Regions from separate parts of the Sus scrofa genome. Here all the other regions are linked to region 1. Evidence: chromatin contacts called from public HiChIP or PLAC-seq and promoter capture Hi-C data. All regions are on one chromosome and are shown on one strand. The core of a region is the stretch at or near the end of the contact, and the rest is flanking DNA. Distances in the headings are between cores, read along the strand shown.

Region 1 (2,700 bases), core at 102-2,601:
CTGAACACCTGGCTGGTCCCAAAGATGTACTGTAGGATCCCCTTTGGGACCGGAATCACCCATGGCTTTGGGATGGGCTGTGAGGGAGCCTGGTCAAGCTCCAGAACATCCTGGAACCAAGCGACAGCAAGCGGAGTTGGCCTCAGAGACAACCCCCACTCCACTTTCACACTCTTCTCAAGTATTTTACAGGATGGAGGAGGTGGGGGGACAATGAGGCCTGGGAGGAGGCAGGATCTGGGGTCTGGTGGGCACTGCTGGCCACATTCCCCTTAACCTCTCTCCAGGGGTCTCAGGCTCATACTGTCCTCTGCTCTCCTCCTGGTTTCCCTCAGCTCCTACCTCCAGCTACTGACATCCAAAGCTCTGCCTGCTGCTCAGGCCCTGCCCCAAGCCGCAGGCCCTGGGGGTGCAGCATCTTCTTGCATATCCTGTGGGACCCTGGCACACATGCAGTAGGGCAAACTGAGCACCTCACCTGACTTCTGCCCCAGGCTTTCCCACCACCATGAGTCCACCTGCTCTGCCAACCACCCAAGCCAGGAACCTATGTCCCATCAGTTCTGAAGTCCTGTCTATCCTACTTTCTAAAGCTCTCTCAGATGCCTCCTCTTCTCTCATCCTCTCGTCTGGGCCAATGCCATCTCTGCCTGTATGCCCGCTCTGGTCACGCTTCTGACCTCCCCACCAGCTACATGTCCTAAGCCCTCTGTTCTCTGCATAGCGGCCGGGGACTTTCCTGAATCGAACTGAGTTTATCTCTCCTACTTAAAACCTTTCCTGCGAACCCAGACGCGGTTTCTTCTACCCCGACCCTCTGCCTCTGCTTTAGCTTTCTCGCACCTCTCTGGAGTCTGTCATGAGGCCCCTTCCAGGAAGACCCCAGGGCCTGAGCCTGCTCTCTCACCCGCCTCCCCGCCCAGACCCCTGACGTTGCTAGGCATCATCTCCAGGATACTCACAGGCTCCGCCCCTCCAGCCACGCCCCCGGAATCCGAAACCTCTAATCCCTGGAATCCAATCTCAAACAGAGCCGGAAGGACGCTAGCAAGTTTTTATTAGCTGGGGAGGGGGAGGTCTACAAAGAGGAATGGACTTTCCTGGTTGCTGCGTCGAGGCAGGCCTACAGCTGAGGCCAACACATGGCTCCTTCTTCCCAATCTGGAGGCCAAGCAAAGGCTCCGAGAGTCCCCAACAAGTCGCGTAGGACAAGGCGACACTTTGTAGCGGAATGCGCGGGGGCGTCCTGACAAGGCCACCGCCCAGCCGCTTCCGCCCCTCAGAAGCGTGGCGGCCGCGTAACTCGCCTTGGATTGGGCGCTGACGGCCATTTTTTGGACAGATGGCGGCCGCGATTGGTCAATAGCTGGCTGACGTCAGGAGGCGGGGTCCGGACCGTGAATGGGGGCAACATGCCGCCTCCCCGCCTCTCGCGCGAGGGTCTGTGGCTGAGTCGGGCCATGAGCCGGTGTGTTTTGGAACCCCGGCCCCCGGGGAAGCGGTGGCTGGTGAGTGGAGTAGGGGACGGCAGCGTAGGGGCTCCCAGGACTTAGCTCCTGTTCTGTCTCCAGGGCATAGTCCCCCCAGTTCCTTGTCTCAGATTTATCCAGAAATGGGTCCGATGCTCAGATGGGCTCCAAACTCCCAGGAACTCTGCTCCTGGACCGGGGCGCCCTGCCTGTCCACCGGGGGAGGAACAGTTTCTACTCGGCCTTCTGGAGTCTCCGAGGATTCTTGGGCCCCTCTTCACGCCCCTTAACCCACTCCAGCCCTGCCTTCTATTTACCTTCCTCTGCTTTGGGTCCTGGGAAGCGCTGTGAGATAGAGGATGGGTTAGAGTTGTTCGACCTCAGTTTCCCCGGCACCACCCACAGGTGGCCGGCCTGGGGAACCCTGGATTGCCCGGCACGCGGCACAGCGTGGGCATGGCAGTGCTCGGGCAGCTGGCGCGGCGGCTGGGTGTGGCAGAGAGCTGGGCACGCGACGCACGCTGTGCCGCCGACCTCGCCTTGGCCTCGCTCGGGGATGCCCAGGTGGTCCTGCTCCGGCCGCGGCGACTCATGAACAACAACGGGCGCAGCGTGGCTCGGGCAGGTGAGTTGATGGCCCCCGGGGGTGGGCTGCCGGGAGGCTGCCAGAGCCTAGGCTGCCACAGATCGGTTCACCTGGAGCTCCAGATGCCTGTTGAGCTCCAATTGCTGCCTGGTCTTGGGTAATTGTGAGAGCCTCAATTTCTCTATGTGACAAGTGGAGTGAATTGCTGCCCCGCCTCAGGGGAGCCTTCAGTGGGGACAGCCCATCTGGGCGGATCAGCAGTAACCAGGCCCTCTCTTCCCCTGTGCCAAGCGGAGCTGTTTGGGCTGACTGCTGAGGAGGTCTACCTGGTGCACGATGAGCTGGACAAGCCACTGGGGAAACTGGCTCTGAAGTTGGGAGGAAGCGCCAGGTGAGGCCCTGAGCTGGTCAGGCTGGGATAAGGAAACTTGTGTCCCAGTTGGAATGGGGCAGGGTTGCCGACCCCAGTGTCCACAGGGCATAGGGTCAAAGGTGATGGGGCCAAGGAAGCCCTAACTGACCTTCTCTCATCCCTTGCAGGGGCCACAATGGAGTCCGTTCCTGTATTAGCTGCCTCAACTCCAATGTGAGTCAGCCCCTCTATCCTGCACGGAGTGGGGTGGGCCAGTGCAGGGTCCCCACCGG
Region 2 (2,700 bases), core at 165-2,664, 150 kb after region 1:
TGCCTCTGCCTGGGGTTTTCCCTGGAATGCTGTTCCTCTATATCTGCTGTCAAAATTCTGGTTTTTCCAACTTGTAGTTCTGGTACTACTCCTGTAATTTTCTTCAAAACAGAATGTTCTGTTCCTTCCTCAAGCTTCTCTATGCTCTTGAGGGCAGGGACCGTGATGAATAATAGAATGGTGCGTTCCGTCCATGGAGAGGACACATCCTGTGCCAGGTGCTGGGCTAAGTCCCTCTGTTATCTCATTTAATCCTCATGACAAAGCATCGTTATTTTCAGGTGACGGACGAGGAAACTGAGGTTCACAATAACGCCACTTGTCTTGGGTCACAGAGCAGGTAGGGCAGCTTGCATCCTCTCTTTGCATCCCTAGCATCTTGCAGAGGGCCTGGCAAGCAGGTGTTTATCATTGAAGGCATGGAGGGTGCCTGTATCACTTTCGTCAACTTCAAACCTACCTGCTGTGGCGTTGACAGGCCCAAAGCTCCTGTGCTTCAATGTTAATGTTTATTGCCATCGTTTTCTGCCTACGTCACAGCTACAGTAAGAGCCGTCCAATTACAGGGTGGGGCACACAGAGAAGGGGTGAGTAGTCACCCCCTGGGGTTTGCAAGCACAAACCGACTGACCCTGGGGAGGCAGTACAGGAGGTCTGAGCATCAGCAGCCAAGGACGGCCTCTGCCACCCCAGTCCATGATTTGGGGATCCCAAGGGTTACCCTGTCTTCCTGGGGGATTGGGAGGGTAGCGTTGAAACGCATTCCCCTGGTACCCACGACCCAATCAAGCCCAGCCCCGCAGGCTCTGTACTCAAAGTCCATGCTGGTCGGTGAGCTTGGAAGCTGAGTCTTTCACAAACCGTAAAGTGCTATTGTTTTTTCCATTGCCGACTTGCCCTGTCCCATATGCTAAGCTTGAGGAACGTCTGCCAGGCTCTGGGACCTCGGGTGCCTTTGGGGTGGAGCCCTCCCTGCCACCTCCCCTTTCCCTGTACTATTGTGCAAGACAGGCACACCTTCAAGGGCAGGTCGGATCAAGGCCAGGGAACTTCCTGAGAGCGGGCGGCGGCGGGCGAGGCTGGGGGCAGGGGAGCCCGGTGCGGGGAGCAGGGGCTGGAGCCCTGGCCCTAGGCGTCGCCTACCGGTCCTCTCCATTCTCCTCGGCCCGATCTCTTCCCGTGCGGGTGGGGGAGAGTGTGACACTCAGGCTGGACACCCCCAGGCGCCCCCGTTCTTTCAAATGCCCCCACCAGCCCCATCTCTTTCTGGGTTTCGGTTAGGGTTCAGCGTGTCTCGCTCTGCGTCACTCCTCGGGCTGCCTTTCTCCGACCTTCCCTTTGTCTCTGTCTTGCAGGCGGTCCCGGCATCCCCGGCCCCCTGCCCCGCCCGCTCGCCCGCCCGCCACCAAGGAGGGGGCGGGGCTCGGATCGGGGGGCGGGGCCTGGTGGGGCGGGGCGGGGCGCAGCGGGGCTGTTGAGCCGCTGGCTGGGGCGCGAGGCGGAGGCGGCCCGGGAACCGACGCTGCGGGAACGGACCTGCAGGAACCGGAGCGCGCGAGGAGTGGAGGCCGCAGTCACGGGCGGCGGGAGAGGCGGGAGCTGGGCGGGCCGGCTCCATGGCGCCAGCGGCGTCCGTCTGAGCAGCGCGGGTAGCGGCAGGCGGTGGCCGGATCCGGCCGCGGTTCTTCTTCACCATGGGGGACGTGCTGTCCACGCACCTGGACGACGCCCGGCGCCAGCACATCGCAGGTGAGTCTCGCGCCGCGCCGCGCACTTGGTGGGTCCGGCCGGGCGTCCTCGGCCACGCCCCCATCCCGGCCAGCCGGCTGGGGTCTCCTGGGAGTCTGGCTCCGGGCAGGGGCGGGAGTGACTGTTGTCCAAGCCTGTTTCTTCTACGTCTGAGCGCCCTTCCCCCTCCTGGGGGGGTCGCACACCTTCCCCACCCTTGGAGCTCATCAGATCCTCCAGTGCACTACCCGAATCAAGCGATGGAAGGGGTCGCAGCCCCCTTCACCTTGGGTATCCCTGCCCGGAAGCGGTCCAGGCCCACTTGGCCAGCGTGTCCTGACCTTCCCTAGCAGTCCCGGTCCTCCGCAGGCCCCGGCCCCAGCCCCGGTACACGTGGCCAAGGCTTCCAGGGGCTTGGCTCATCAAGGCCTGAGACTGAGCCTGGGGAGTGGGCCTGGGCGGGGTGGGTGGGACCCCCTGTCCTCTGGCTCCAGCCCAGTAGGGTGCTGCTTCTGCTGGCAGCTAGTTCAGGGGCTGGTCGAGGCCAGAGCCCAGCCTCCTCAGCCCTCTCCTTCAGCCACTCCTGCTCCCAGCCGGGCACAGAGGCCCCTTCTGAGAAGGGCAGCTGCCCCCTCCCCACTCCCAGGGACTGCAGCAGGGTCCTGGGTTCGTTCTCTCCCAATGCCCTGGGAAACGGAGAGAGAGGGTTTCACTCAGTTCTGGGTGAGGCCGCCTGGGTGGAACCTCAGCATGTTACCCAGCCATGGTAGCTTGGATAGGTCTCTTGATGTCCAGCCCCTGTTTCCTCCTCTTCAAACTGGGGTGAATCCCTTCCCTCCTGGTTAAAAGACTTAATTAAGTGAGCTAATAATTCACAGAGCTTGCTTAGCACAGGTCCTCCTTATTAAGAGACTTAGGTGAGCTAATTTGCAGGCCCTGGTGCACTGGCCCATGCAGGAATGGGGCCTGGCA
Region 3 (2,700 bases), core at 94-2,593, 190 kb before region 1:
GAAATCCCAATAAAGGACCACGGATAATGAGGGAAACTTAGGGGAGATCGCTGTAAGTAAATCAATTGCTCACAAAAGCTATCGGAACAAGGCAGCTTTGCTGCATGAGTGGAGCCTTGAGAACGGCCTCAGGTCGTTGGGTGGGGGATGGGATGAGGCCTGCAGGCATATTCAGACCAAGGGCAAGAATTTGAAGACCACCCTTCTGCGGATTTGAATCCACACCTTACTAAGGAGGAGCTACTACTTCCAGAAAGGAAGAGGCGGGCTTTTCCAACCCCAACTCCCCTTGGATGATAAAAGCACCAGATCCTGGAGGCAGAGCTTCCATCTCTCCCAAGCGTCCTATCCTAATAAATCTATTTCTTGCCTATCACTTTGTCTCTGGCTGAGTTCTTTCAACCTTGAGGTTGAATTCCTTCTCAGCCTCAGTGAGTCCAGACACAGAATGAGGGATTCTAATTTAAAACCGTGGGTTTACATGAGGTTGCAGGTTCGACCCCTGCGCTTACTCAGTGGGTTGACGATCTGGCACTGCCGGTGAGCTGTGGTGTAGGTCGCAGACGCGGCTCGGATCCCGCGTTGCTGGGGCTCTGGCGTAGGCTGGCAGCTACAGCTCCGATTAGACCCCTACCTAGCCTGGGAACCTCCATATGCCGCAGGAGCGGCCTAAGAAATGTCAAAAAGACCAAAAAAAAAAAACCCCAAAACCTTGGGTTCAAGTCCCAGTCTAGGTTCAGGCTGGGTTCGAGTCCCCTGGTGCACGTGGGTTCAAGTCCCAACCTGTGTTCTGGCTAGGTTCAGGCCCTTAATACTGTCAGTTTCAAGGTGAAGGTCACGCCGTCAGAGGTGGTGCAGGTAAGGCTGCCAGAGAAAACACAGGGCGCCCAGTTACGGTGAGATTTCAGATTTTTTTCATATAATTATGGGCATTGGCTGTTTCTGAAATTCCAATATAAGTGAGCATCTTCTATCTTACCTCCTAAATCTGGCAACCCTACTATCTTGATACCCGGGGCCGCCTGACCCTAAAACCCCGCTTAACCCCCACCCTACCCTCGCCGGCTTCCGAAATGGAGAAGAAACTCCAGTCCGGTGGCCGGAGAACCGGGGCAGAGGTTCCGACACCCTCCAGGCTGTTTTTTCCCTCTGCGCCCCACCTACTCCCATCCCCCGTAGGAGGTTGGGCGAAGCGCGGGAGCGCGGAAGAGGGGAGATGCGGGAGGTCAGACTCCGCCCCCCGCGGCTGAGGCGGGGTCCCGGGTCCTGGCCGCCTCGGCGCCGCCGCGGCTCACGTCCCTCGCCCCGCCCCTAGCGCGCCTGTCTCCGCCCCGTCCCCGCAAGCCCCGCCCCGGCGGCGGTGCTGGTTCGGCTTCCAGCCTCCAGAAGCTGCCGCGCCGCGCCGCCTCCGCCCCGGGGCTCCGGCTTCCAGTCCGGCAGTCCGGCTCACGGGCCATGGAGCTCCGAGCAGCGGATCGGGAGCAGCCGGCCCGTCCCAAGCCGCCCTCCAGGTTCGCGCCCGGCCGGGGAGAGGGGCGGTGGAATCTGGGAGTGGGGTGGGAATCCCTCGTCCTGTCCCGCCCCAGGCCTCTCCGTTGGTGAAATAGGAACGATGCGATGGGAGTCGGGGCTCCAGGCTCCTGGTTCTCTCTGACCCAGACTCCGTGGGTGACCTTGAACCGAGGTCTCCCCGTGTCCGCCTCCTTCTCCATCTGCACGATGGCGCCTGGGTTGGCAGGGACTTCCCAAGGGTCACCGATTCTAGCTCCTTTAGGATGGGGACACTGCTTCCCCGTGTTTGGGGACTTTAAGGCATTTGATTCCCAGAAGCCATCTGCCTTGACTCTGGCCTGTACCCTCTCCTGCCTCAGTTTCTCTGGCCAGTTTCCTCAGAGGCCTGGGACCCAACTCTGAGGTTCTGGCTCTTGGCAGGTCCCCGGCTCCGGTCCCTTCCCGGCCTGATCCCTGGAGGCAGCAGCCACCAGCCTGCTGAGTAGCAGCGACAGCATGAAGCCTCCAGTAAGTGAAGGAAGGGGGAAGGCTCACAGGGGACTCAGAGGTGGCTTCTGGCACAGCAGCCTCAGAAGCCCCTCCCACCCCAGAACTGACTGTCCCTTCTGACTCCGCGGCTCAGAGGAGAAGGGCAGGCTGGCCTCAAAGTCCGTCCCTGATCAGGCAGGCTGTGTGGCCCAGGCAAGTGGCATTCTCTCTCTGATTTCAGTGCCTTGCTCCTCTTTGCTGTAAAATACAGATAATACACTGCCTCCTGTGAGTGTCCCCAAGGTCACCCAGGTGAGCATCTGCCTGGGAGGGGATATGTTGGGAAAGTTCAGTGTAGCTGCCCTTGACTTTACTCAGCAGCCCCTGGAGAAAGCCCTGGCTGTTGTGAGGAGTCAGCCACAGCTGCCTGAATCAAGGCCTCTGGGTCCCCTGTGGGCAGGGGACCAGGTGTCAGGCACAGCCTGGGGCCTCAGGGGCTGAACCCCCTTCCTCCATGCAGCTGGCCTGCAGATTTATTTTTAGAAACTGAAGTGGCTTGTGGGCAGAAAAGGGTGGGTCTCTGGCAGGAAGTGATGGGGGCTGCTTTTTTTACCTCTAATTTTCTCTCTTTTTCTTTTCTTCTTTTTTTTTTTTTTTTTTTTTTTTTTTTTGGCTTTTTAGGGCCTCACCCACGGCATATGGAAGTTCCCAGGTTAAGGG
Region 4 (2,700 bases), core at 15-2,514, 130 kb before region 1:
GCTGTCCCATGGTGGTCGGCCACTTCTTGCTTCTGTGCCCCTGCTCAGGCTGGTCCCCTGCCTGACATGCCCTGCTCACCTCTTTTTCTGCCCACCCCCCCACAACACACACAACTTGCCCAGTCTTGGGCAGGCCAGGCCTGAATACCACCTCCTCCAGGCAACTGGGGCTTCCTCCTCCGAGCCTCCCTGAGCACGTAAGTCTGACCCAAAGCACTACCTGTGTCCAGCTCCCTGGAGGCCACTCACTGTTTGCAAGATGAACGAGGGTCAATTCTGGGATTGTCTGCCAACCTCAGGGAGCACTGATGTGGGAGCACTTCCGGAGCGCCAGGCCCATGGAAATCCCACAACAGCCTGGTGAAGAAGGCGGGGGTGTACCCGACTTTACGAGCAGGGTGACTGAGGCTGGAGGTCCCTTGCTCAGGATCCCACAGCTCAGAGCAAGCACAGTGCGGTCTAGAACCCAGGGCCATCCTACTCCAGAAATGCCATGCACGTGTGTCCTCCTTCATTTGGGATGTCTTTGGTCCCTGAAGGATTTTCCAAGCTTGGAGGGGCAGACATAAAGTGCATGGCCCTGGGCACGTCCCCTGTCCTCTCTGGGCCCTGAGACCTCAGCCCCAGCTGCTGGGTTGTGCCGACTCGGGAGCGTTCCTCCCCTATCCCGGGCCTCAGTTTTCCTGCTTACAAAACAAGGGGACACCAGCCCAGCGTCACACTTAATGTAAACCAGCTGGGGTGCCCAGTGAGCCCTGTTCAAATCCCAACTCCTCCATCTTCTTGGGCCAGTTATCTCACCGCATCAGGCCTCGGTCTCCTCCTGTGCAAAATGGGAACAGTGAGTTAAGCTGTTCCCCGTGAAGCACCTTGGCCAAACCTGGCCCCCGAACGTTCCCCCTTGGTGGGCTCTTGGGATGATTCTTTGCATCTGCCCTGTGGGGGCTGCCAGACGCTCCCCACCAGCCAGTCCCGGAGAGGGTGCGATGGGAGGGAGGGTGGGGTGTGTAGGGAGACAAGCCTGGAGCCTGGGTCCTCCCACCCCATGCCCCCCCCCCCCCCCCGCCCCAGGGCCCCCACCCAGCGACAAAGCCCGTGGCACTTCCTCTCCCCGCCTGGCAGGCCGCCTGGCCCGGCCCCTTCTCTAAGGAAGCGCATTTCCTGCCTCCCCGGGCCAGGCTGGATGAGCCGGGAGCTCCCCACTGCTGCCGGTCAGACCCCAGCCTCCATCCGCATCCACAGGCCGGGCCGGCCGCCGCCGCCACCGCCGTCCACGGAGGCCCAGCCGCCCCTCCCCGCTCATCCTTTGGCCAGCGACCCCCGGCCCGTTCCTGCGCTCTCGTGCCCACTTCTCCTGACCCCTCGGCCGCCACCTCAGAAGGCTGGAGCAGGGACGCTGTCGCTCCAGCTGCCTGCTCCCCTTGGGTCCCCGAGAGAGCCCACGCCGGCCCCCGCGCCCGTCGGCAGCCCTGCCCCTGGACACCGGATAAGGCCCAGCGCACAGACCCCAGGGTGGACAGCATGGACCGTGGCATGCTCCCCCAGGCCATCGCCCTGCTGCTGGCCGTCTGCAGCTTCGGCCCCACAGGTAGGTGTCCAGGGACCCGAGGTGGGGAGACTTGGCCCCTGGGGCACAGACCAGGCCCCAAGTATTCCTGGCCTCCCTGTGCCCTGAGCTCCTGTGCCCTGAGCTCCTGTCCTGGGGGTACCATAGGGTGACGAATTATCCTGATTTGGCAGGACCAGAACCTTCAGCCCTTATAGACTCAGGCAGACAAGGATGAGTTATTTTCCTTAACCAGGGCCTCTGGCTTGTGCCCTCCCAGCTACGTCCAGTTTCTCCCCAGGAAGCCCAGGTCCCAGCGTGCTGGGCAGCTCCTGGAGATTCTCTTGCCCTCTCTGGGCCTTAAGTGTCTCATCTAAGGAACGTGTGGGGAGGGGGGACGCATGGCCTCACAGTCAGAATGTGGGCTCTGGGTTCAAATCTCATGTTATTTACTTGGTGTGATCTTGGGGGATGGCCTTTGGGCCTCTGAGCCAAGCGGGGTGGTCACAGAACTCCCTTAGGGCTGTGGGGAAAGTCGGTGGTGAGGCGGTGCTTGTAGAGACCCCTCAGGCCGGCTGCTCGTGTCTATGCTGTTGTTGTTTTATGATTAGTTTTAAAACCCTTCACTCTCCCCTTCCCTGGGACCCAAACCCTTCAGACAGACCGAGCCCTCTCTCTGCCTCTGGTCTCGCAAGAAGCCACTGAGATGGGGGCACAGGCCGGATGCAGGGCTCTGCAGAGGCTCCTGAGCCTGGGGGCTTTTCCGGGCCATCGTGGCCTCTGCTGTCTTCCAAAATGACCAGATGAGGGGCAGGCAGAGGCGCCCTCATCGCTCTCACTGTGGGTCTCCCTGTGCCGGGTCCCTCAGCCACCTAAAGCCCCAGCATGGCCTCGTGGACGGCCCTTCTCCTCTGGGACATCAGGGACCTCCCTGAAGGATCTGGGGTGAGGGAAAGGATGGGAAAAGTGGTGGTGGCAGTGGTGGTGGCCTGGCCGCCCCTCTCCCACCCTCCCCTACCCCGGAGCATTTTAAAACCCCTCATCCTCCATTCGTAAAGCTCTTACCCCGGCCTCACTGACAGACAGGAAACCCAGTCGCAGACATGAAGTGGCCCAGCGGGGATTTGCCCCGGCGGCTCCCTCGAACCCTGGCT
Region 5 (2,700 bases), core at 20-2,519, 170 kb before region 1:
CCCAGGCCTGGGCCCCAGCGGCGAGCGGCGGCGCTAGGACCCGGCGGGCCGGGGCTGCGGCGGGGCCTGGGCGGCCAGAGGAGCGCGGACCCCGGCTCTCGGCTCCCGGCGCCACGTGAGGGGGCTCGGGGGCCGCCGGGGGCCGGGCGCTCCCCCGGGGAGGTGAGCGGGCGCCGCGCGGGGGCGGGCAGCGGGAAGGGGGCGCTGTCAGCGCCCCTGGTGTGGGGGGTCGGGAGCCGCTGAGGATGGAGATTGATGCGGGGGCCCCCGGGGCTCCTTTAGACCCACTCACTCTTGGCAACTGCGCCTGGAGATCCTGGCCCTCGCGCCCAAGGGCTGTCGTGGGGTTCGCGGGGCCTCCTGCCGCTGACTTCCCCCTTAGAGCTCGGAGACCCTGCCGCCTTCCTGCCTCCCTTCTCTCCCCAGCTGAGGCTGGAGCTCTGGACTCCCCAGAGTGCTGGAGCTGGGGGGGAGGTCAGGGGAGTCGGTGCGCAGAGGGTGAGTCGCCCCCCTCCCAGGTGGACCCACGGTTTCGGGCCCCCCCCATTTGGAAATAGGAGCTCCCCTCCCCCGACTTCGGGGAGCTCTCCTCCCACGCGGCTCATCGGGGTGTCCTGACCCTGCAGGACTCCCTGAGCTAGGAGAAGCAAAGCCCCCAAACAGAGGGCAGGGTGTGGCCCCCACCGGTTAGCCCATGATTCAGCCCCTCGGCGCGGCCCACCTTGGGGCCGAGACCACGCTTCTGGCTCAGAGCTCTGGGCTGCAGCCTCCCTAGCCTGAGCAAGTTGCTCCCCAACACGCCTGCTCCCTGCTGCTGGGCCGGGGGCTGGGCGCACAGTCGTGGCGTCTGGTCAGTTCCAGCCCTGAGGGATCCTTGAGGGAGATCTGGTCAGGCTCAACCCTGGGACCAGGAAAAAGGTTCCCCAGCAAGCTCTGGACAGTGCTCTGCTCTCTGAACCTCAGTCTTCTCGTCTGTGAAGTGGGGATAAGAGCCCCTACTGTGCAGAATTACCAGGAAGACTCAGTGAGTGGGTGGTGCTTAGCAAGGGCTCGGCCTTCATTGATATTAGAGGGAAGTTTCCCGGCTAGGCATCAGAGGATTGGGGCAAGCTCATGGACAGGCAGGCCTTGAACAATGAATAACCAGAAAACTAACAGTGGCTGGCACTGACCAAGCACTTTCAAACCCTTGCCATATCTGCTTGAAGCCTAACAACCTTGTGAGTTACCTATTCTTATTATTCCATTTCACAGATGAGGAAACTGAGGCTCAGAGAGGTCCCATGGCTTGTCCGAGGCCCCTCAGCCAGTAAGTGGTGGAACCGGGATTCCCACTTGAACTTGAGAAGCTGTACTGATCACGGCCTACTCAGAGCAGGACTGTGATGGGGCCGACCAAGGGTACAGTGGCCCTGGCTGAGGGCACTGCTCAGGCAAAGGTGGGCAAGTGGGGGCTGGGCCTGGGAACTGGAGTGCTCCTGGTGTGTCTGGGAGCTTAGTGAAGGAAAGGGAGTGAGAGAGGAGGCTCAGCTCAGAGAGGCAGCTGGAATGCCAGAGGCGTCCGGGCAGATGGGGGACCCAGGGATTCTGGACGACTTTTGCCCTAAGGGGCTATGAGACCAAGGACACGCCGCACCTCCCTTCTGATGAGCCTCAGTTTCCTGATCTGGACCGCAGGGACCGGACCCGATGAGAGTCGCCGATGAAAGTCGCGGGGCCTCCCCGACTGGCTTTGAAGTCTGGCTGCAGCGAAACCTGAAGCAGGGCTTGGAGGCGGTGGGGGGGGGGTCCCAGGAGAGGGGGCGGGGTTGGGCAGTGGGAGGGGCTAGGGCCTAACCAATCAGGAGTGGCGTGGGGGCACCTCCTTTGGCCTGGGGTTCTCCGGCTCTTCCTGGTGACAGCGTAGGAGTAAACAGCTGCTAGGTCAGGGGGCGGAGATAGTGGCGGGAGCTGGGAGGCCTCGGAGGGGAGGACGAAGCTGGGGAGCCCCTGGGCCCCAGTTTCTCCCTCTTGGTGCTCTCCTTCTCTTAGTGGCTTCTGGCCTCGATTCTGCTGGAGGTGGCTGGACACAAGTACTTTCTCCCTTTTGACAGGTGGGGACATTGAGATCTGCAGAGAAGTTGCGCCCTGCGTGGATTGGGGGGCGGGGTCTTTTGGGGAGGGAGGAGCAGAGGTGACCGAGGCCCCTGGGGCTGGGGCACGAGGGAAAGGCTACCCAAGGCTGCTTGGTCCCCAGAGACACCGCCCCCCCCCGCCCCCCGCCTCTGAGGGTGGGGCTGTGATTATAGCCATCGGACAGATGACTCTGAGCCCTTAACCCCCAAGATCTTACTTAATAATGAGCGAAGTCAAAACGAAAAAAATAACCAACAACGAAGTCCTTCAGTGGTCCTCCTGCATCCATCTCCAGGGCCCTGGAGCACAGTGGAGAATGTGAGTGAGGCCCTGTGCCGCCTGCGCCCTCAGAGAGCTCTCAGCCCATCGGGGAGGTGGCACACGGGACATTCTGGCCCACCCTAGGCTTGCAGGATGAGTTGCCTGAGCAGGGTACTGGTGGGTGTCCCAGTCAGAGGGACCACTGTATGCGAGACCCAGAAGGGTGTAAGCGCTGAGGAATTTGGGACCCTACAAGGAATGTTGCTTTATTTCAAAGCCTCGGGAACAAAAAGGCAGGAGTTTCCAATGTGGCTCAACAGGTTA
Region 6 (2,700 bases), core at 43-2,542, 150 kb before region 1:
TGAATTTTTTTTTTTTTTTTTTTTTGGTTTTGTTTTTGGCGGTGCTTGCGGCATGCAGAAGTTCCCAGGCCAGACGTTCCATCAGATTCGAGCCACAGCAGTGACAACTCCGAGTCCTCAACCTCTAGGCCATCAGGGAACTCCAAGTGCATGAGTTCGGAAACTGCATGGTCCTAGGCTCTCATCTCTGTCCTGCTACATCACTGAACAGCTACTGCTATGTCCTGGTCTTGTGCAGAATGCTGGGTAAATACATCACCTTCTACCTGGGAACCTCAGGCAAGTTCTTTTACAGCTGTGACCCTCACTTTCCTTCTCGGCGTTTAATGACTAACAGACGTGGTCTGAGTCCAGTGCTCTGCCCAACATCTGGTGCCAGTGAGTCTCAGTAATTGGAGCTATTCTTTTCATCAGGATTATCATTCCCCCATCTGGGTACCCACAGCCTTTTCATGGGGGCAGGGCTGCTTTTTTTTTTTTTTTTTGCTTTTTAGGGCTGCACGGGTGGCATATGGAAGTTCCCAGGCTAGGGGTCAAATCAGAGCTACAGCTAAAGGCATAAGCCACAGCTACAGCAGTAAAGGATCCGAGTCTCATCTGTGACCTACACCCAAGCTCATGGCAACACCAGATCCTTATCCCACTGAGCAAGGCCAGGGATTGAACCTGCATCCTCATGGATACTAGTCGGATTTGTTTCCGCTGCACCACAACGGGAACTCCAGGGCTGGTTTTTATCATCTTCTACACAGTCACCATCTGGGAGATGGATATGTGGGCAATCTCTGGGGTCCTGAGGGGTTTCAGGCCCAGAGGATCGTTTGGGGCCCCTTTCAACAGAGAAGGAGGAGTTCCAGGTGGCTCTTGGCCCCAAAGCCTCTGGGCAGGATCTGAGGAGGGGCTGGGGGACTATCTGGCCAGCACAGTCCCCAGAATCCATGCCTCAGTCACCCTCTGTCTGGTTCTGGCCTCTCTCTGCCACCAACTTGCTGTGGGTGGGATTTTGTGCAAAGAGCCTCAGTCCTCCCCCCACCCCCAGCCACTGTCCCTGGTCCCGGCCCCCTGGAGTGATGTGGACACAGTGGAGGTAATGCAGGAATGAAAAACCCTCTGGAAAAACTGTGAAGGAGCCATGCGCCTGCAGGCACAGCCACCTGGGGGTGCATGGCAGGGGCACCGGTCTGGCCTCCCGCCAGGGCTCCGCTCTGGTCCAGCGCCCCCTCCCTTCCCGGCCCGCTCTCCCGCTCTCCCTCCCTCCGTACCCCCCTCCCTGGCAGCTCGGAACGCTGGCTCCCGGCATGCCGCGCGCTGCTGACAGCCTTATAAATAGTCGCCTTTGCAGGCGGCCCGGCAGGACGGGTAGGGCACGCACTGGCCCCGGAGCCCACTCGCACCCCTCCCCCAGGTCAGTGTGTGCCCGTGTGTGTGCCTGTGCACGTGAAGGGGGGCGCCCCTGCAGGGAGTGGGGGAGCCACACGCACCTGGGGAGGGGGGTCTGCGTGCTTGCGTGTGGCAAGGTATTCTTGGGGTTTGTGTGGCTGTGTGTTGGTATTCTTGGTTGTGATCTGAATGCATCTGCCTGCTTGTATTCTCCAGGCTCTGCTCTGGGTATTTGTGCCACACTGTGTGTGCCTTTGTGGATGGGGGTGTGTGTGTGTGTGTCCCAGCCGCCGTGACAGTCACCCCTTTGTCCCACTGGCACTCCCGGGGCTCCAGGTCCCTGCCCTTGGCACGGCCCAGCTCGGGCGGGCCCGGGGAGGGGGCGCTGTGGCTTGACTCCCTGCCCCAGGACCGGGGCGGGAGCAGACTAGGGGATAGGAGGAGCGATCCCGTCTTGTTTCGAGTGCTGGGGGCACGGAAGGCAAGCCCCCTCATGATTGTGCCTGCCCCTGCCTCCTGAAAGGTCAGGGGCTCTGTGGGAGCTCGGGGGCCCAGCCCACGGGGCCTTTCCTGAGTATTGCTCAGCTACCTACCTAGGACTCTTGAGCAGCAGCAGGACAGAGCCTGGGGGTACAGGCCCAGAGAGGGCATACCAGCTGCCCAAGGTCACACAGCTGAATGATAGAGTTGGGATTTGAACCCTAGCCAATCGCCAACCCCTGGGAAGGTGCTTTTGGTCAGGAGCTGGGAAACTTGGGTCTCGCTCTGGCCTTGCCCTGTGACTGAGGTTAAGTCACTGTCCCTCTGGGCCTCTGTTCCCCAGGCCCCTCAGCAGACCACCTAGTCATGCTAGGAGTTACCTTGGCCCTGACTTGGGGGCCTTATAAGGCCTGGGTGCTGAGCCCGTAACCTAACTCTGTCCCGGACCCCTGGCCTCTGTGTGGACTCCTCACAACCAAGTTATTTTGGGCCAAGAAATGGCAGGTGCCAGCAGGACAGAGGGGCTTAGGTTACCAGGAGCAGGTGGGGCAGGGTAGGTCGAGGCCACTCCTCAGGGTGTCTCTGCAGGCTGTCCCTGGCCTGGGGACCCTCTCCCTCCCCCACCAGCTATGGAGGGACATTGGCCGCTCTGACCCTTTCTTAAGCACACTCAGCAGGAAAGAGGCTATAACTCATACCCCACGGGTGGCAGGACGGTCAGCAAAGCTGCCGAAGGACCTAGGGGTTGCCAGGCCCAGGGCAACAGAAAATGCGGCCCCATGTATGACCCCAGCCAGGCCCTGGAGCAAGTCTCTCCTGCTCTCCAAGCCTTACTTCCTG
Region 7 (2,703 bases), core at 54-2,553, 210 kb before region 1:
TTTGCCCTTCTCTTCCCGTAGCCTGAGTCAGGGGGCTTTGAGATTAATGTCCGTCTGGGCGTAGGTACACTCCCTGGAGGAAACAAGGCATGTGGGGATGTTACTCCCTGGAGCCCTTTAGCCGCAAATGTTAATCAATAGACATATCCAAGAATGCATCGAAGCCCAAGCTCCTAACACTGACTACCTGAGTGACTATTCTGCCTCAGTGCCCCCCCCCCCTGCCCCCAGAGTTGGAGACTTTAACTTTGGAGGCGGGGGGACAATGACCGACTGCTCTGACTGCTTCCTGCTGACAAGGGGTGTCCTTAGGGAAAGTGGTTAGGTCTCCACTCATGGCACGGTCGGTTGAGTGGGCTTCAATACATTACCTTGGGTACCCTTTCTTTCACTATCTGTAGGTTGATAGCTTTTAATCAGGACATAACAAAGCAAGACCTACAATTAATTATCTAGGGTCCAAATAAAAGGCTCAAGATCACAATGATGACTATGGTGAACAAATATTTCCATCAGGAGGAGGAGGAGGTCAACCCGTTCCAGAGGGCAGCTCTAAAAGCTGGATGGAGCTGGATCAGACATCTCACGAATCTGCTGCCGGAGATCTCGCAGGGAATCAGACACGTTCTGCGAATAATCAGGAATATAGGCACAACATTCAGATTTTATGACAGCACGGGTACCTCCTTGGCCTGCACTGAGTATGTCTAAGGCCATTCGGTTTTGCAGCACTACTTTTCTTATTTGTTTTTGTTCCATATTTAGGGTAGGAATAGCTTCTGCAGTATCATTAAGAGATTGTGGAGTAAAATTAGTTAAGGCTTCCACCCTCAGCATTATCCGGTGAACGTTTGTCTGCACCCTACCCTCAACAGAAGAGTTGGGGCCACCACACCAGGAAGTAGCGCCCTCGGGTTCTGGAGTCGGCTGCACCCTCTACTCGGATTGTGATCTTCAAGTGCTTGCCTCTTTCTGAGCCTCATTTTCCCCGTCTCAAATATGGGACTTTCGACCCCCCACCCCATCCCGCTCTGGCCTTGGGACTCGGATATTGAGATGGGGTTTTTTTCTGGGTCGAGTTCGACCCGACTGAGACCATAAATGCAGCCTATCTGGGTTCCCCACTGGGTCCCATTTCCCAGGGTGATTCGGAAACACGGCCCACAATACTCTTGAAAACTACATTTCCCGAAATGCAAAGGGGAGGCGGTGCCTGCCTGTCTTGGGCGACGTAGTCCTGGGACTGCCTAAAGACTACGACTCCCGACGGGCCCCGCGGCCCAAGGCCAGGAGGGCCCGGATGCGGAACCGGATGTGGCTTACGGCTCCGGTGCCTGGAGCGCTGGGGAAATGGTGAGCTTGGGGCTGGGAGTCCTGGGAATGAGGGCGTCTGGGTGTGGGGTCCTAGGTCTACTCAGAAGCTGAGGCTTGAGCTCTCGGGAGCCGGGATCACTCTCCCGCCGGCCCATCGTACGGGTGGTAGGTCTTTAGCCTGCACTCTGTCTCAAGCCAGGAAATGGAAACCTCGTCAGCCACGTCGGATACGCCTGCTGAGTGAATGGGCGTAATCAGGCGGCAACTCCCCCCTCCGTTAGTGCACCTAAATGGAGGGTCACTTCCTCAGTTGAGCTTTCCCTTTTCTCCAGGCCACAGGGACAGACCAGGTGGTGGGACTCGGCCTCGTCGCCGTTAGCCTGATCATCTTCACGTACTACACCACCTGGGTGATTCTGTTGGTATGTGTGCTTCCTCGTCCGCTCTCACCTCCTATCCCTAGATCTTGAAGCCAACTCCTAACATTTAAGCACGTGACAGGCCTACCTGCCCATGTAATGAAAGCGTCAGAGCAGCAGTAGGAGGACGACACTAGCGGTGTCCCCATTGTATAGATGACGAAGCCGAGGCTCAAGGAGAAGGTTCAGACCTAAGGTAGAATCCTGAACCACTACACTGTAAGGTCCTGTGCCTTTAATGGGAGTTCTAGTCCTTCTGGTTATCCTGCGGGCTCCTGGGCATGACAAGTGCCAATGGGTTTTGTGAGGGTCTTTGGGATATCCCCCCCCCCCCCGGTGGAAAAATGTGTTAAAATGTGCAGTGTGTTTGGGAATCAAAATCTTTTTTTTTTTTTTTTTTTTTTTGCCTTTCTAGGGCCGCTCCCGTGGCATGTGGAGGTTCCCAGGCTAGGGATCGAATCGGAGCTGTAGCTGCCGGCCTACACCAGAGCCATAGCAACGTGGGATCCAAGCGGCATCTGCAACCTATACCACAGCTCATGGCAACGCCGGATCCTTAACCCACTGAGCAAGGCCAAGGATGGAACCCACAACCTCATGGTTCCTCGTCGGATTCGTTAACCACTGAGCCACGACAGGAACTCTGGGAAGCAAAATCTTGCAGAACTTGATGTTCTTTGGGAGAAAAATCTTAGTAAAGAAAACTTTTGTGGAGTTCCCGTCATGGCGCAGTGGAAACGAATCCAACTAGGAACCATGAGGTTGCGGGTTCAGTCCCTGGCCTTGCTCAGTGGGTTAAGGATCCGGCATTGCCATGAGCAGTGGTGTAGGTTGCAGATGCGGCTCAAATCCCGCATTTCTGTGGCTGTAATGTAGGCTGGCAGCTGTAGCTGCGATTCCACCACTAGCCTGGGGACCTCCATATGCCGAGGGTGCAGCCCTAAAAAGCAAAACAAAAACAAAAACAAAA

What was found. Promoter capture Hi-C pulls out the DNA fragments that hold promoters and counts their contacts. HiChIP or PLAC-seq counts read pairs in DNA pulled down with a chosen protein or histone mark.
Region 2: a contact with region 1 is called in a promoter capture Hi-C map of fetal liver, with 2.2 times the contacts expected there. The contact joins the promoter of FAM129B here to the promoter of TTC16 in region 1. A contact is called at or near these places in 1 of 5 promoter capture datasets (fetal liver) and 1 of 2 datasets of contacts at active chromatin or transcription factors (alveolar macrophages).
Region 3: a promoter capture Hi-C map of fetal liver shows a contact between it and region 1, with 2.9 times the contacts expected there. The contact joins the promoter of ST6GALNAC4 here to the promoter of TTC16 in region 1. A contact is called at or near these places in 3 of 5 promoter capture datasets (fetal liver, fetal skeletal muscle and liver), 2 of 47 Hi-C or Micro-C datasets (embryonic fibroblasts and omental adipose tissue) and 2 of 2 datasets of contacts at active chromatin or transcription factors (alveolar macrophages and skeletal muscle).
Region 4: a contact with region 1 is called in an H3K27ac HiChIP or PLAC-seq map of alveolar macrophages. The contact joins the promoter of ENG here to the promoter of TTC16 in region 1. A contact is called at or near these places in 1 of 5 promoter capture datasets (liver) and 2 of 2 datasets of contacts at active chromatin or transcription factors (alveolar macrophages and skeletal muscle).
Region 5: a contact with region 1 is called in an H3K27ac HiChIP or PLAC-seq map of skeletal muscle. The contact joins the promoter of ST6GALNAC6 here to the promoter of TTC16 in region 1. A contact is called at or near these places in 2 of 2 datasets of contacts at active chromatin or transcription factors (alveolar macrophages and skeletal muscle).
Region 6: a contact with region 1 is called in a promoter capture Hi-C map of fetal skeletal muscle, with 4 times the contacts expected there. The contact joins the promoter of AK1 here to the promoter of TTC16 in region 1. A contact is called at or near these places in 4 of 5 promoter capture datasets (fetal liver, fetal skeletal muscle and liver) and 2 of 2 datasets of contacts at active chromatin or transcription factors (alveolar macrophages and skeletal muscle).
Region 7: a contact with region 1 is called in an H3K27ac HiChIP or PLAC-seq map of alveolar macrophages. The contact joins the promoter of DPM2 here to the promoter of TTC16 in region 1. A contact is called at or near these places in 1 of 5 promoter capture datasets (liver), 1 of 47 Hi-C or Micro-C datasets (embryonic fibroblasts) and 1 of 2 datasets of contacts at active chromatin or transcription factors (alveolar macrophages).

What each region holds. Positions count from the first base shown.
Region 1 is chr1:268,214,210-268,216,909 of Sscrofa11.1, reverse strand. It overlaps TTC16 (tetratricopeptide repeat protein 16), which reads right to left and starts at 1,351. Exons shown (of 11, transcript XM_021069337.1): 1 at 1,101-1,351. The coding sequence starts at 1,331. It overlaps PTRH1 (peptidyl-tRNA hydrolase 1 homolog), which reads left to right and starts at 1,412. Exons shown (of 5, transcript NM_001258431.1): 1 at 1,412-1,508; 2 at 1,875-2,094; 3 at 2,347-2,446; 4 at 2,596-2,641. The coding sequence starts at 1,413.
Region 2 is chr1:268,064,736-268,067,435 of Sscrofa11.1, reverse strand. FAM129B (niban-like protein 1) reads left to right here and starts at 1,414. Exons shown (of 14, transcript XM_021069245.1): 1 at 1,414-1,749. The coding sequence starts at 1,695.
Region 3 is chr1:268,401,092-268,403,791 of Sscrofa11.1, reverse strand. It overlaps ST6GALNAC4 (ST6 N-acetylgalactosaminide alpha-2,6-sialyltransferase 4), which reads left to right and starts at 1,343. Exons shown (of 6, transcript NM_213784.1): 1 at 1,343-1,511; 2 at 1,933-2,019. The coding sequence starts at 2,008.
Region 4 is chr1:268,342,282-268,344,981 of Sscrofa11.1, reverse strand. ENG (endoglin) reads left to right here and starts at 1,264. Exons shown (of 15, transcript NM_214031.1): 1 at 1,264-1,588. The coding sequence starts at 1,522.
Region 5 is chr1:268,382,128-268,384,827 of Sscrofa11.1, reverse strand. ST6GALNAC6 (alpha-N-acetylgalactosaminide alpha-2,6-sialyltransferase 6) reads left to right here and starts at 1,269. Exons shown (of 8, transcript XM_021069422.1): 1 at 1,269-1,309; 2 at 2,326-2,433. The coding sequence starts at 1,284.
Region 6 is chr1:268,364,251-268,366,950 of Sscrofa11.1, reverse strand. AK1 (adenylate kinase isoenzyme 1) reads left to right here and starts at 1,292. Exons shown (of 7, transcript XM_003122177.6): 1 at 1,292-1,405.
Region 7 is chr1:268,422,157-268,424,859 of Sscrofa11.1, reverse strand. It overlaps DPM2 (dolichyl-phosphate mannosyltransferase subunit 2, regulatory), which reads left to right and starts at 1,303. Exons shown (of 4, transcript NM_001244059.1): 1 at 1,303-1,353; 2 at 1,647-1,736. The coding sequence starts at 1,351.